Linked DNA regions of Mus musculus: regions 2 and 3 are each linked to region 1. The links are chromatin contacts, called in public capture Hi-C and promoter capture Hi-C maps. All regions are on one chromosome and are shown on one strand. Each heading gives the region's core, a stretch centred on a gene start, on an enhancer-like site or on the middle of the called end of the contact. The rest is flanking DNA. Distances are from core to core; before and after follow the strand shown. Region 1 holds the start of Cd53 (CD53 antigen). Region 2 holds the start of Ovgp1 (oviductal glycoprotein 1). Region 3 holds the start of Adora3 (adenosine A3 receptor).

Region 1 (3,637 bases), core at 39-2,538:
AGCACTTGAAAAAATATTCAACATTCTTAATCATCAGAGAAATGCAAATCAAAAGAACCCTGAGATTCCATCTCACACCAGTCAGAATGGCTAGGATCAAAAATTCATGTGACAGCAGATGCTGGGGAGGATGTGGAGAAAGATGAACACTCCTCCATTGCTGGTGGGATTGCAAACTGGTACAACCACTCTGGAAATCAGTTTGGCGGTTCTTCAGAAAACTGGACATAGTACTACCAGTAGATCTAGCAATACCTCTCCTGGGCATATACCCAGAAGATGTTCTAACTGGTAAAAAGGACACATGGTCCACTATGTTCATAGCAGACCTATTTATAATAGCCAGAAGCTGAAAAGAACCCAGATGTCCCTAAACAGAGGAATGGATACAGAAAATATGGTACATTTACACAATGGAGCACTACTCAGCTTTTAAAAACAATGAATTTATGAAATTCTTGGGCAAATGGATGGATCTGGAGTATCACCCTGAGTGAGATAACCCAATCACAAAAGAAATCCTTTGATATGCACTCACTGATAAGTGGATATTAGCCCAGAAACCTAGAATACCCAAGATAGTTTTTTTTTAAACAAGATTTGTTTACTTATTATGTATATGTATATGTATATGTATATGTGTATGTGTATGTGTATGTGTATGTGTATGTGTATGTGTGTGTATATGTATAATGTATATGTATATGTATATGTATATGTATATACTGTAGCTGTCTTCAGGCACACCAGAAGAGGGCATTAGATCCCATTTATAGATGGTTGTGAGCCACCATGTGGCTGCTGGGAATTAAACTCAGGACTTCTGGAAGAGCAGTCAGTGCTCTTAACTGCTGAGCGATCTCTCCAGCTGCATTTTTGTTTTTCTAGTTCATGTTTTGATACACCTTTGTCCAAAAGTAGATATTCAATCCTACACAAGTTTATCTCTGTGTCCTCTACTATGCTATATTGATCTACAAGTATGGTTTCATTCCAGTACCATGCTGGCTTGGTCAGTATGGTTTAGTAGTATAGTTTGTGGTCAAACGGTGGGGACACATACACAGAAACAGACCCACGGGTATTTTGTAGTTGCTGCTTCAATTGAGAAGCACTGTTCTATGGCCAGGAAATATCACTCAAATTACTGTAAAGTTCACCAGAACTCAGATTGGTGTGTCAGACCTTCTTTAGCTTCCAGAAACCAGCTTAGAATAGGCTGGGAGTGGAAGCCTCTGCAAGTTCACTGAGGAACAGTTGACTATCTGAGCCTAAGAGAGAACACTCAGTCTCACTTCCTCACTCTTCTCGCTTGGGTTTCCTGTCGTCACAGCATGATTGTATTTTTTCTCTCTTCACTTCTCCTTTTACACAAATAGACATAGACTTCTGGGTTACAGGCTGTGCTGGCCACCTAAAAGATAATCAGTGAATTCTACCTGAAGTACTGAGGGACACTGCCTTCAAAAGGTAAGATTTATGACTTTTAACAGCTCTAAATCAGCTAATAAGGCACATAGCATTTTGAGAGTCTCCACACATCCCTTTAGTAACTTTAAAATGTGATGTGTTTACAAATATTTAGATCAGCACTTCCCTTAGGCAACTGGGCTAGAAATACTTTGATTTAATTGGTGTTTTATTTTCTGATATCTCTTTGGGCCTAAGTATTCATAAGCTTACATTATTATGCCACTTGAATTGCTTACTGTATATGGTGGTTTCTAATGCTTGAAGTTTTTGAGGTGAGATGAGATGAAATTGGGGAGATCTTCTATGTTGTTTTTTCTTCAAAAACTTGAAGTTTCATTTTAGAGCAGGGAGGAAAATCATAACCAGAGTGATTTAGAACAGTAGCCAGAAGACATGTTGTCTTTGTTTGAAAACATTTTAAAGGAAAGTTAGTGCTGAGAATGTCATGTTTTGATATAAGATAGATACAAAAAACCTGCAACATAGGTGTTCTGCAATGTACTTCATGTATTTTATTCCTATGGCTTAGTTTGGGGGAAGGTAAACATTGTGATCTGAAGGGCTTCTTTCTTCACTTTAAATGGTCTGTGATACACAAAGCTTGAACATTGACAAATTTCACATAAAATGTGCAGCAGAGAGGAAACCCACATAACTTGATACAGTAATAGTTTCCAACTTGCAAGCCATTCTAGGGTGTAAGTATTCAGCAAAATGATAGTCAAGCTTTGGTCAATACAAAATGTCTGTATCAGGTCTTTCTTGGTCCAAGAGCTGTGAAGAGCTCATTTGATTATAATCTAAAAGGGAGAAAGTAAAGTATCCATGTCCACATTTTCTCACCTAAAATTCAAGGGAGATGATTGGGAGTTAGTTGCAGCTTGTCAGAGCCACCCTCAGAGGCTACTAAACCTTATGTTTATAAATAGTGACCTAAGTGAACTAAGTTAAAAACCATGGGTTAGGCACCCTTTGATGTCTGACAGTATACTGTTGATACAGAGGAGAAATGAAGAAGAATGGAGAATTTGCCCAGTAATAGTTTTTTCCATGAGGAGCTTTTCTTGGTAATCATATCTATTAGAAGATTGAGCCAGAGAAGAATTTTATCTGCTGTGTGAGCAATGTTTTGCTTTCTCAATCTCGATCCAAATCTTCACTGCTTTGAAACTGGTTGATTAAGAGCAGATGCCAAACTGAAATGTGGTTTCCTGTGTGGGCCAGTTAAGGTTATTTTGCTTTTAGATATGATGTTTGCTTATCTTTATGCTCACAGGAAGTGATTCACAGCCTAGGCCAACACAACTACCTCACTACCACTCAAAGGATTTCAAGTTTTTTGTTAGCAAGAGGCAAATATATAAAGGAAAACCTCTGTTGTTTTGATATCTTCTATGTCCTCTGACTGCCTAGAAGCCTCAGACTAGTGCTTAGCTTCCTCATTCCCCACTACCCTGCAATGTCCCAACAGCCAGGCACTGTGCTCAGGTTCTAGAAACACAAAGTTAACGGATGTGGTTGTCAATCACAAAGAGATTACCATGGAGGGCAGATATTAGGACACACATAACACAAAATAATATGCTCTTTTCTATAAAGTAGGGAGAGTGCACACAATATACAGGAGTTCAGGAGTTTTCCAAAGACTCCCTCAGAGAGAAGACTACTATGAATGTATTATAGAGACTGGAACCATTAACATTTCCAGTTACAAGGCACTACATATGTACTCAAAGAAGTATTACTCCCCCACTTCCTGCCACAGGCATGGTAGAAATGAAATTAAGCAAGAGAGACTAATCACATGGTCACAGGAAGCACCAAGCCCTTTTTCCTACTAGGCAACTGAAAGTATATGGCAAGTTTACTCAACAGACAAGTGCTGGGTGTATCAAAGGGCAGAGTCTGAGACTTAAATACAATAATTTTGGTTGAATGTGGCTTTGAGTTAGGGCACAGATTCCTTCTAGCCTGGATATTTCACATGATCAGAAGGAAAGGTAAAGCTTTTTGTGAAGTTATAGCCGTTCCCCTCCTTCCAGTTTCTATCCAATGACTAGTATATTGGTTTGGTTATAGTGGTTTGGCTTTTGCTGATAATCAGCTCACAGCACTTTATACACCAACAAGCATCCACTGTTTGTAGGTTGCTCTGTAGACTAGG
Region 2 (3,873 bases), core at 386-2,885, 820 kb after region 1:
ATTCTGTGTTCAAAGAGCTCCCCTTAGAAGAAAACTCACAGCCTGGCAGTTGCAAGAGGCAAGAACTTTAACATTTGTTGAGTATTTGTGATTCTCAGGACCTCTTTGAAGCACATTAGCAGCATTAACTCCTCACAACTGGGCTCAAAGGGTGAGCCAAAGTTTCCCAGGAGAAAGGAGCGTGAAGACACTCAGGAAGAGGCAACACTACCAAGTCATCAAGGCAAGGAGGAGCTCAGGTCAATGGAGAGCTCTTATGTCAGAGGTACTCAGATCCCCATTTGAGGGAAAATTGAATTAGAAAAACCAGGAAATTTTAAGAGTAATAAGAGTTGTGGGCATAATCTCCTTCAAGCTATAAAATCTGAGAACTCAAGTACACATCTAACATACCTTTCCTTGAGTTTGTTGAACTCTGGATAGAGAACGTTTTCATCCTGCAGATTCTTGGCCACAATCTGATTGTTGCTCATTGAGGCAAAGGCAAATATCAGATGCGTACAAAGAAAGGGGTCCAGGTCATGGGGCATGATGGAGGCAGGGCCTGGCCGACTATGTGCCCAATTGGTGAAATAGCACACCAGTTTGTAGGCAGTACCTGGCAAGAAGAGCAAGTATTAATCAGCAGAGATCATGGGGCAAGAAGGGAACTCAGATTCTTGACAGTAGAGTGAGTCAACAAGCCTAATCAGAGACCAGGCCACTGTAACAGCCTCCATATCCCCCGTAAACATACACCAAAGCTGCTTATGCATGCCCCCAGACATCCTGACCTTTTGCTGAGGCTCCAGAGAAGAAAGAATGCCTCATGAGAGTAGATCCTGGCACATAAGGATACATACAAACAGCAAATAACCAGAGTCCTGTGTTGGATTGTATTGGATTAATAACCTCTGGCCAAGGAGCCATGACAGGCAGAGGTTCAGGAGACGCTGAATAGAGATTTCCTAGCCAGAGAATCTCCCTGGCTCTGGAGGAGAAGTGGTTTCCTCACCATCACTGTGTTTCATCAGAAGAACCAGCCCTGCAGGAAATGAAGAAATTCATATACACACATGCAGAGTGCACACTCCACACACCCTCCAGTTAGCAAGTGCCCTCTCCAGCTCAGCACCATGTACACATGTAGACACACAAATAGAGACATGCATCAGTCACTGGTTTCCTCTCCTCCAAAGCTAACAGAGTGGAACTAGTCTAAGCTCCTTTTCTAAAGCACATCGCATGCTACATGTACCTGCTTTGCATAGGGACAATGATGGTTAGAAGTGTGTGCTAAAGCTCTCGGCCAGTGATTCTCAATTCTGGCTACAAATTCAAAAGTACGTACACACACGCGCACGTGCGCACATACACATCATAGCCCTCTCATCAGAAATTTCAAATTAACTGGTCCAAGATGAAGCCCAAGCATGAAAACCACCAGGTTGGAGAACTACTGCCCAGCCCCTTCCTCCACAGGTGCCTTTCTTTTCTTTTCTACCCCACATTCACATAATCCAGCTCCCTAAGCCCCAGGTTTCTCTGCTAGGCACTAGAGACAAGACAAACTGCTATCTCCTGGACTATGTCATTGCTAGGCTCTGTCACACTCACCAGCCAGCAGCAGCAGCCTCCCCATCTCAACTGCCTGGTAGCTCTGGTGATGAAGCTCAAGACTCTTTAATAGGAGTTGGCTCACCTGCAGCATGGAGTCAGCTACACGTAAGCACCACGCCAGAAACAATGATTCAAGAGTCACAATGACCGCTGACAACTTGAACTCTCTCTCCAGAACAGCTGTAGTTCTCAGAGCCAACAAATCAATATCCCTGACCTGACACTAGCAGGGAGTGAGTATTCACCACAGGCTATAACAAAAACAAATGCAGTAGCCCTGAGACTTGTCTGGCAATCAGTCCCATTTCCTGGTATCCAGCTCTGCAGTTGAGATGGAGGAGACCTAGGACATGATGAAGTCTATACAAGATTATCAGGAAAACTGTATCAGAAAGTTTCAAAGCTTTGGCTTTGGACTAAGGCTTTTGGCTATTTAGGAAGTTTTATAGTTTTGGATGAGTTACTGAGCCCCAAAGTTTCCACACATAAAAGAAAGCCTGTTTCCCACATATAGTTTGTTCTTACTTCGAAGGAATTTATGAAAACTAAAGAGATGTGAAGACTATGGTTTGCATAAAATATAAGTTTAATTACTTACAGATGTCATTAGCAAGTTGCTCAAAAGAGCAGGATGCTCAAAAGCAAATACTGACACTTCTGAACAGGTGAAGTAAACACACTAAAACAGCATTTTATATGTTTTCTACATGACAGAGTTCAGACCCAGTGTCTACTGGGCGAACATATGAGCCAACTATGAGGTGACCTGAGCCTCAGGTATATGAATACCCAAGAACCAATTTTAAAGAAACTCTACAATCATGAAAAGTTTTTGTTTTTTTAAAGCATAAATCAGGTATCTTTGATTCATTGGTTTTCTTTCTCTGTTCCAGATGGCCTCAGACTGTGTAGCCTCTCTAAGACAGATGCTGCTGTACATGGAGCATCTATAATAGGGGGTACTAAGCAGATCTCAGGGCAATGGAGGAGAAAGGAAAACAGTGCCCAGTGGTCAAATCTGTTGAACATTTGTCCTTCATTTGTGGGATGAAATAAGCAAGAAACCTCATAATTTTTAAACCAGTAGTTTATTTGGGTACCAAAGAACAAAGACAAAATATGTAGAACATGGGTGTGTGAGTGTGGGCTTTATTATCGAACAGACCCTAGAGCCCCTTCCTGCACGTACCATCCCTGGGGCCCCATTCGTCCTATCTGTTTCGTGTACCATCCATTCCCACATCCCACTTTTGACCTAAATCAGCAAGTACCCCCAAGGCCAACATAAGTCAGGATTGGCAACACCTAGTAGCATTGGCTTAATGACGCCTAATGCCTTTTCACTCTAATGACCATGCATGCTCCTCTTGCATCCCAGTCACCATTCCTGTGCTCCAGTTCTTGTTACTGGGTCTATGACTTTGCAACCGGATCTATAAACTATTGGTACATCTGATTTCTGGAGCCTCAATGTTGTCAGGGTCCCTCTAACTCATGGCCTGAGGCGCTGCTGGTTTTCTTTTAAAACCTTGACATAAAATGCTGGTCTCTACTTCTGAGACTTTCTGCATGACCGAGGTGCCCCACTACACTGCTGCCAGGAGCACTAGCTCTCAATGTAATCTGCCTGCCAATCTGTACCTAACCTCTCCACATGCAGAGGTATATGGTGCCAAGAAAGCCAAGACAGAACAGGAATGACCTCTGACTAATTCAGGGGTGACCATACCCCAAAGCTGGCAGCTCTGATTCTGTATGCACAGTGGTTGAGAATTGTCATGTTAAATGGGGATTACACTGCAAATCAGTGTGCTCTGTCTGTTCACAATCTTGTTCCTTCAGGCCTTGGGTGGCGGGGGGACAGCTGATGCGAATGTCACACATCTACTGGCATTTAGAAAATATTTCTTAGCATTTAGCCTATTCTTATGGGGGGAAAATACTAATATATCTTACTTGGATAACTGAAAACTTCCCCAAGGCATCATGACTCCTCATATTTCATTAAACTAATGGAGATGAAGGCAGAAACACAATCGTGTAGTGCTTTGGTTTCAGTAAAACATTTGACTCAAACTTTGGAGACATTGTGAATAAATTGTGGAAACATGCTTTAATCAGTTGCGTAAATACTACAAAATTCTCAAGAATATTGACATTTCTTCTCCAGTTTTGTAGCTGCAGTTTAGACAGGAACAATTCTGGGTCAGAATTTTTGACTGAGGGTTGGTAACAGTGACCAGCCCAACTTGGGATCCATCTCAACAGGAAGCT
Region 3 (3,630 bases), core at 495-2,994, 890 kb after region 1:
GTGCTCTTAACCTCTGAGCCATCTCTCCAGCCTTAGAGATATTTCATGACAATCTCCATTTTACTGATGGCAGTGGCATAGCTACCATTTACTAAACACAGGCTCTAGGCAGGGCTTTTCTGAGAACTTTACATTTATTAGCTTTATTTATTTAACCTTATAAAGGTGAAATTATTATCTTCATTTTATGGATCAGGTAAAACAGCATCAGGTACTGCACAGAAGCCAGAAGTGATAGTGCTACAATTGAACGGAGGTGAGCCTGGTTCAGATGTTCAGAACCACTCTGAGAGGTGGAGAGTGAAGCCGAGAAAGAATGTGCCCAGTGTCAGATCAAAAGATCAGGGAGAGGAATCCAGACTTGTTTTCCTCCAGAGCTTGTCTGTAGTTTCTATGCTATATTCTTCCCCCAAGAGAAACCAGAAGAAACCTGGGAATGTAGTTTCTCATTGGACTGTCCTCTTTGCACAGAAAATGATACTACCATTTTGCAAACAAGAACATCCTTGTCTCAAGGGGGTTTTACATTTCATTAAGAGAACAAACTGCATCCTAAGAATCCGTTTTCAACAGACTAAGACAGAAGCCATGTTAAGATCTACCCTACATCTTCAAAGCCACACCCCCATCTACTTATCTCTTATGCCTGTCTTCCCCTTCTCCTAAAACAAGATATCCTATCTAGTAGGTCAATGTCACTTTGAAAACTTGAGATCAGATTCTTTTTTTAACTAAAAGATACATCACATTTTCATCATCTTTGGCTACCCTGGCCAGAAAGCAGATGCCCATGTTCAATGGAGAAGGGCACAGAGCACCCTCGTTTCCTATTCCTGTCTCAGCTCTTCATGTCTAATGTCTTCACAAACCATGTGGTGCAAAGATATTCACTGCCCTTTGTAAATTTCAAGGGTCAGTTTGACTCATTTCTACGAAAGGGGTCTGGGAGCCAAACTTGGTAGCTCTACTCTCCAGCCTTCTCTCTAATCCACCCCTTCGTCAACCCTGTTACCTGACTGTCAGCTTGACCCGCAGGTATCGGTCTACAGCAATGGCCAGCAAGGACATGATGGAAGCATGGGTGAAGATCAGCAGCACACAGGACATGAAAAGGCAGGCATAGAAGTGCATCTTGACTTGCAGGCTGACAGCAATGGCCAAAGGTGTGACCAGCACCCCAACGGCAATGTCAGCCAGTGCTAGGGAGACAATGAAATAGAACGTGGTGGTCCTCAGAGTGGGGTTCAGCTTGACCACCCAGATGACCAGCATGTTGCCCACAACGGCACAGAGCCCGATGGCAGCCTCCATGGTGATGTAGGTGATGTTCAGCCAGTCCGTCTCCGTGGTGTTGTCGGCTTCCATGCTGTCTCAGAAAAGCTTCAGGCGGAAGCTTCCGTGGCTCTTCAGCAGGTTGTGTATGGGCCAGTGGACCCAGCTCTTGTCAGACTTCTGCCCAGAAGTTAGAATGTCACAACAGTCCAGAGAACTCACAACTTGCTCATTCCTTCCGGTATGACTCTCTCTTAGAGACTCTTCTCAGAAAGGGCCTGTTACAGGACCATCAACCTCAGCCGCTTATCCCTGCCTTCCCATTAACCTGGAGGATGCAGGTCTCTGCAGCCAAATCCGAGAGGGCCACCGTTCTTACTTCCCCAGGCAAACAGAGTCAGGGCTTCTGCTGTCCCCTGGGCCCCAGAGAACTTTCGAGCTCCATCAAGATAAGCACTCCTCTTTAGAGTGTTTCAAGAAGTGAGATAGTCCAAGAGGAAGTACAGGAACCCTCTGAAGAAGAAGAAGAAAAAAAAGGATGGAAAGAGCACAGGAGGCTGGCCTGAGTCACATGGAGGCAGCTCCAAGAGGAGATTAGAGACAGGGTCTGTTAGTGACAGCTGACAGTTTCAGCTACAGGGAAGGCTAAGGCAGTGGGATTACAGGTTCAAGCCCTGCCTTGGTTACTGTGTTAAGGCCAGCCTAAGTAACCCAGTGTCTCAAAAAACAAAACAAAACAAAAATCCAAACCAATGAAAGAAAGAAAGAAAGAAAGAAAGAAAGAAAGAAAGAAAGAAAGAAAGAAAGAAAGAAAGAAAAAGAAAGAACCAACACTCAAAAGTCAGGATGTGGGGAGCCAAAGATATATTTCAGAAGTAGAATGATTGGCTGGCATCAGGCTCTGAGTACTGCCCCCACCACAACTGATATACAACACACACACACACACACACACACACACAAGTGGTGGGGAGAAACTAGAGATCATTCAGGGACCAGATGAGCTGTGGGTAGGATTGGGTAGAAGAGGTGGAAACACTAATCATGTAATATTTCCACCCTCAGCCTGCTTAACACAAAGATCTTGTGATAGAGACAATTGTGATGCACACTTTAATCCCAGGACTGGGGAGACAGAGGCAGGCAGATCTTTGTGAGTTTAAGGGCACTCAGATCTACCTAAAAAATTCAGGACACTCAGGGACAAAACTGAAAACAATTTTTACACACACACACACACACACACACACACACACTCACACACACACACACACTCACACACACACACACACACACACACACACACATACACACACACACACACACAGTGCAAGAGCAGCAGGCACACTTATCCACTGAGTCTTCTCTCCAGCCCTGGTGTTTACGTGGGGTGTTTTATTTTGTTTTGTTTTTGTTTTTGTTTTTTGTTTGTTTGTTGTTTTACGTTTCATCAGCCCCCCGAGTGGCCTTTCCTCTTACTTCTGCTGTAACTGCCTTCTTTCTGTCCTCTTCAGAGGGGAAGTTACAGAAAGCAATTTCTACCAAGAGGCAAGAAAGAGTCTTCCTTAACAAAAAGCAATTGCAATCTCGCTTTGTTGGTTCCTAGAAAAATCTCCATCATTTGCCACAGACAGAGAGGCAGGACAGGAGATCAAGCTTTCTTCTCTATTTAAGGCTTGTTGGTCAGGAAACGGGCAGCTTCTACATTAACAACAACAGAAACAAGGTGACGGTCCATGTTTTGTTACATTGAAAAGCAAGGTGGACAGGCTGGAGCGATGGCTCAGCTATAAAGAGCAGTGGATGCTCTTCCAGAGGACCATAACCACCACGGCTTCCCACCCAGGATTATGTTACTCCCAGAGGTTTCTGCGATGCCTTGGGTGCTTCTTCTCTTCGAAGGAGAAATGTCCGTTCTTTTTTGTTTTCTGAATAAACAGAGAGCACCAGTGTTCAAGGGCGAGTTTGAGGGGTGGAAGAGAAGTTTCCATATTCCCTCACTAGCTTGTCTTATGACCATGCTAAATATCTGTTCACTGGGGATTGAAATCCAAAAGGCAATCCAGGAGAGGGGGCAGAGAGACCAGGATAGACAGCCACCTCACACACCTGTTACCTCACTGGTACCCATGGACCCAGTCTCTCACATCTTCTGTTACCAGGTCCTGGTTCCTGATAATAGCTTTCGTTATGATTCCCAGGTTAGTGGGGTTTGAGCCTGTTCAGGCTCCTGCCATCTGCTTCTTTCACCGAAGCCATAAGCCCACAGCTCCCAGCAATTCCTGGCTCCGAAATTCCCTTTCACTTCTTCGCCTGTGCACACTCACTAGGTCTAGCAGGATCTCTTCCTTGCCCCCA

Evidence for each region. Promoter capture Hi-C pulls out the DNA fragments that hold promoters and counts their contacts. Capture Hi-C pulls out chosen DNA fragments and counts their contacts.
Region 2: a promoter capture Hi-C map of liver shows a contact between it and region 1, with 5 times the contacts expected there. The contact joins the promoter of Ovgp1 here to the promoter of Cd53 in region 1. A contact is called at or near these places in 6 of 39 promoter capture datasets (hippocampal neurons, liver, neural stem cells and 2 more), 2 of 115 datasets of contacts at active chromatin or transcription factors (memory CD8 T cells and regulatory T cell precursor) and 1 of 9 other capture datasets (macrophages).
Region 3: a contact with region 1 is called in a capture Hi-C map of macrophages, with 6 times the contacts expected there. The contact joins the promoter of Adora3 here to the promoter of Cd53 in region 1. A contact is called at or near these places in 2 of 39 promoter capture datasets (the C10 cell line and pre-B cells), 4 of 484 Hi-C or Micro-C datasets (B cells, CD4 T cells, CD8 T cells and 1 more), 5 of 115 datasets of contacts at active chromatin or transcription factors (bone marrow-derived dendritic cells, effector CD8 T cells, memory CD8 T cells and 2 more) and 1 of 9 other capture datasets (macrophages).

What each region holds. Positions count from the first base shown.
Region 1 is chr3:106,787,800-106,791,436 of GRCm38.p6, reverse strand. Cd53 (CD53 antigen) reads left to right here and starts at 1,288. Exons shown (of 8, transcript NM_007651.3): 1 at 1,288-1,470.
Region 2 is chr3:105,971,564-105,975,436 of GRCm38.p6, reverse strand. Ovgp1 (oviductal glycoprotein 1) reads right to left here and starts at 1,635. Exons shown (of 11, transcript NM_007696.2): 1 at 1,597-1,635; 2 at 995-1,024; 3 at 394-598. The coding sequence starts at 1,621.
Region 3 is chr3:105,902,535-105,906,164 of GRCm38.p6, reverse strand. It overlaps Adora3 (adenosine A3 receptor), which reads right to left and starts at 1,744. Exons shown (of 2, transcript NM_009631.4): 1 at 1,013-1,744. The coding sequence starts at 1,365. All of the region lies in intron 1 of Tmigd3 (transmembrane and immunoglobulin domain containing 3), which reads right to left.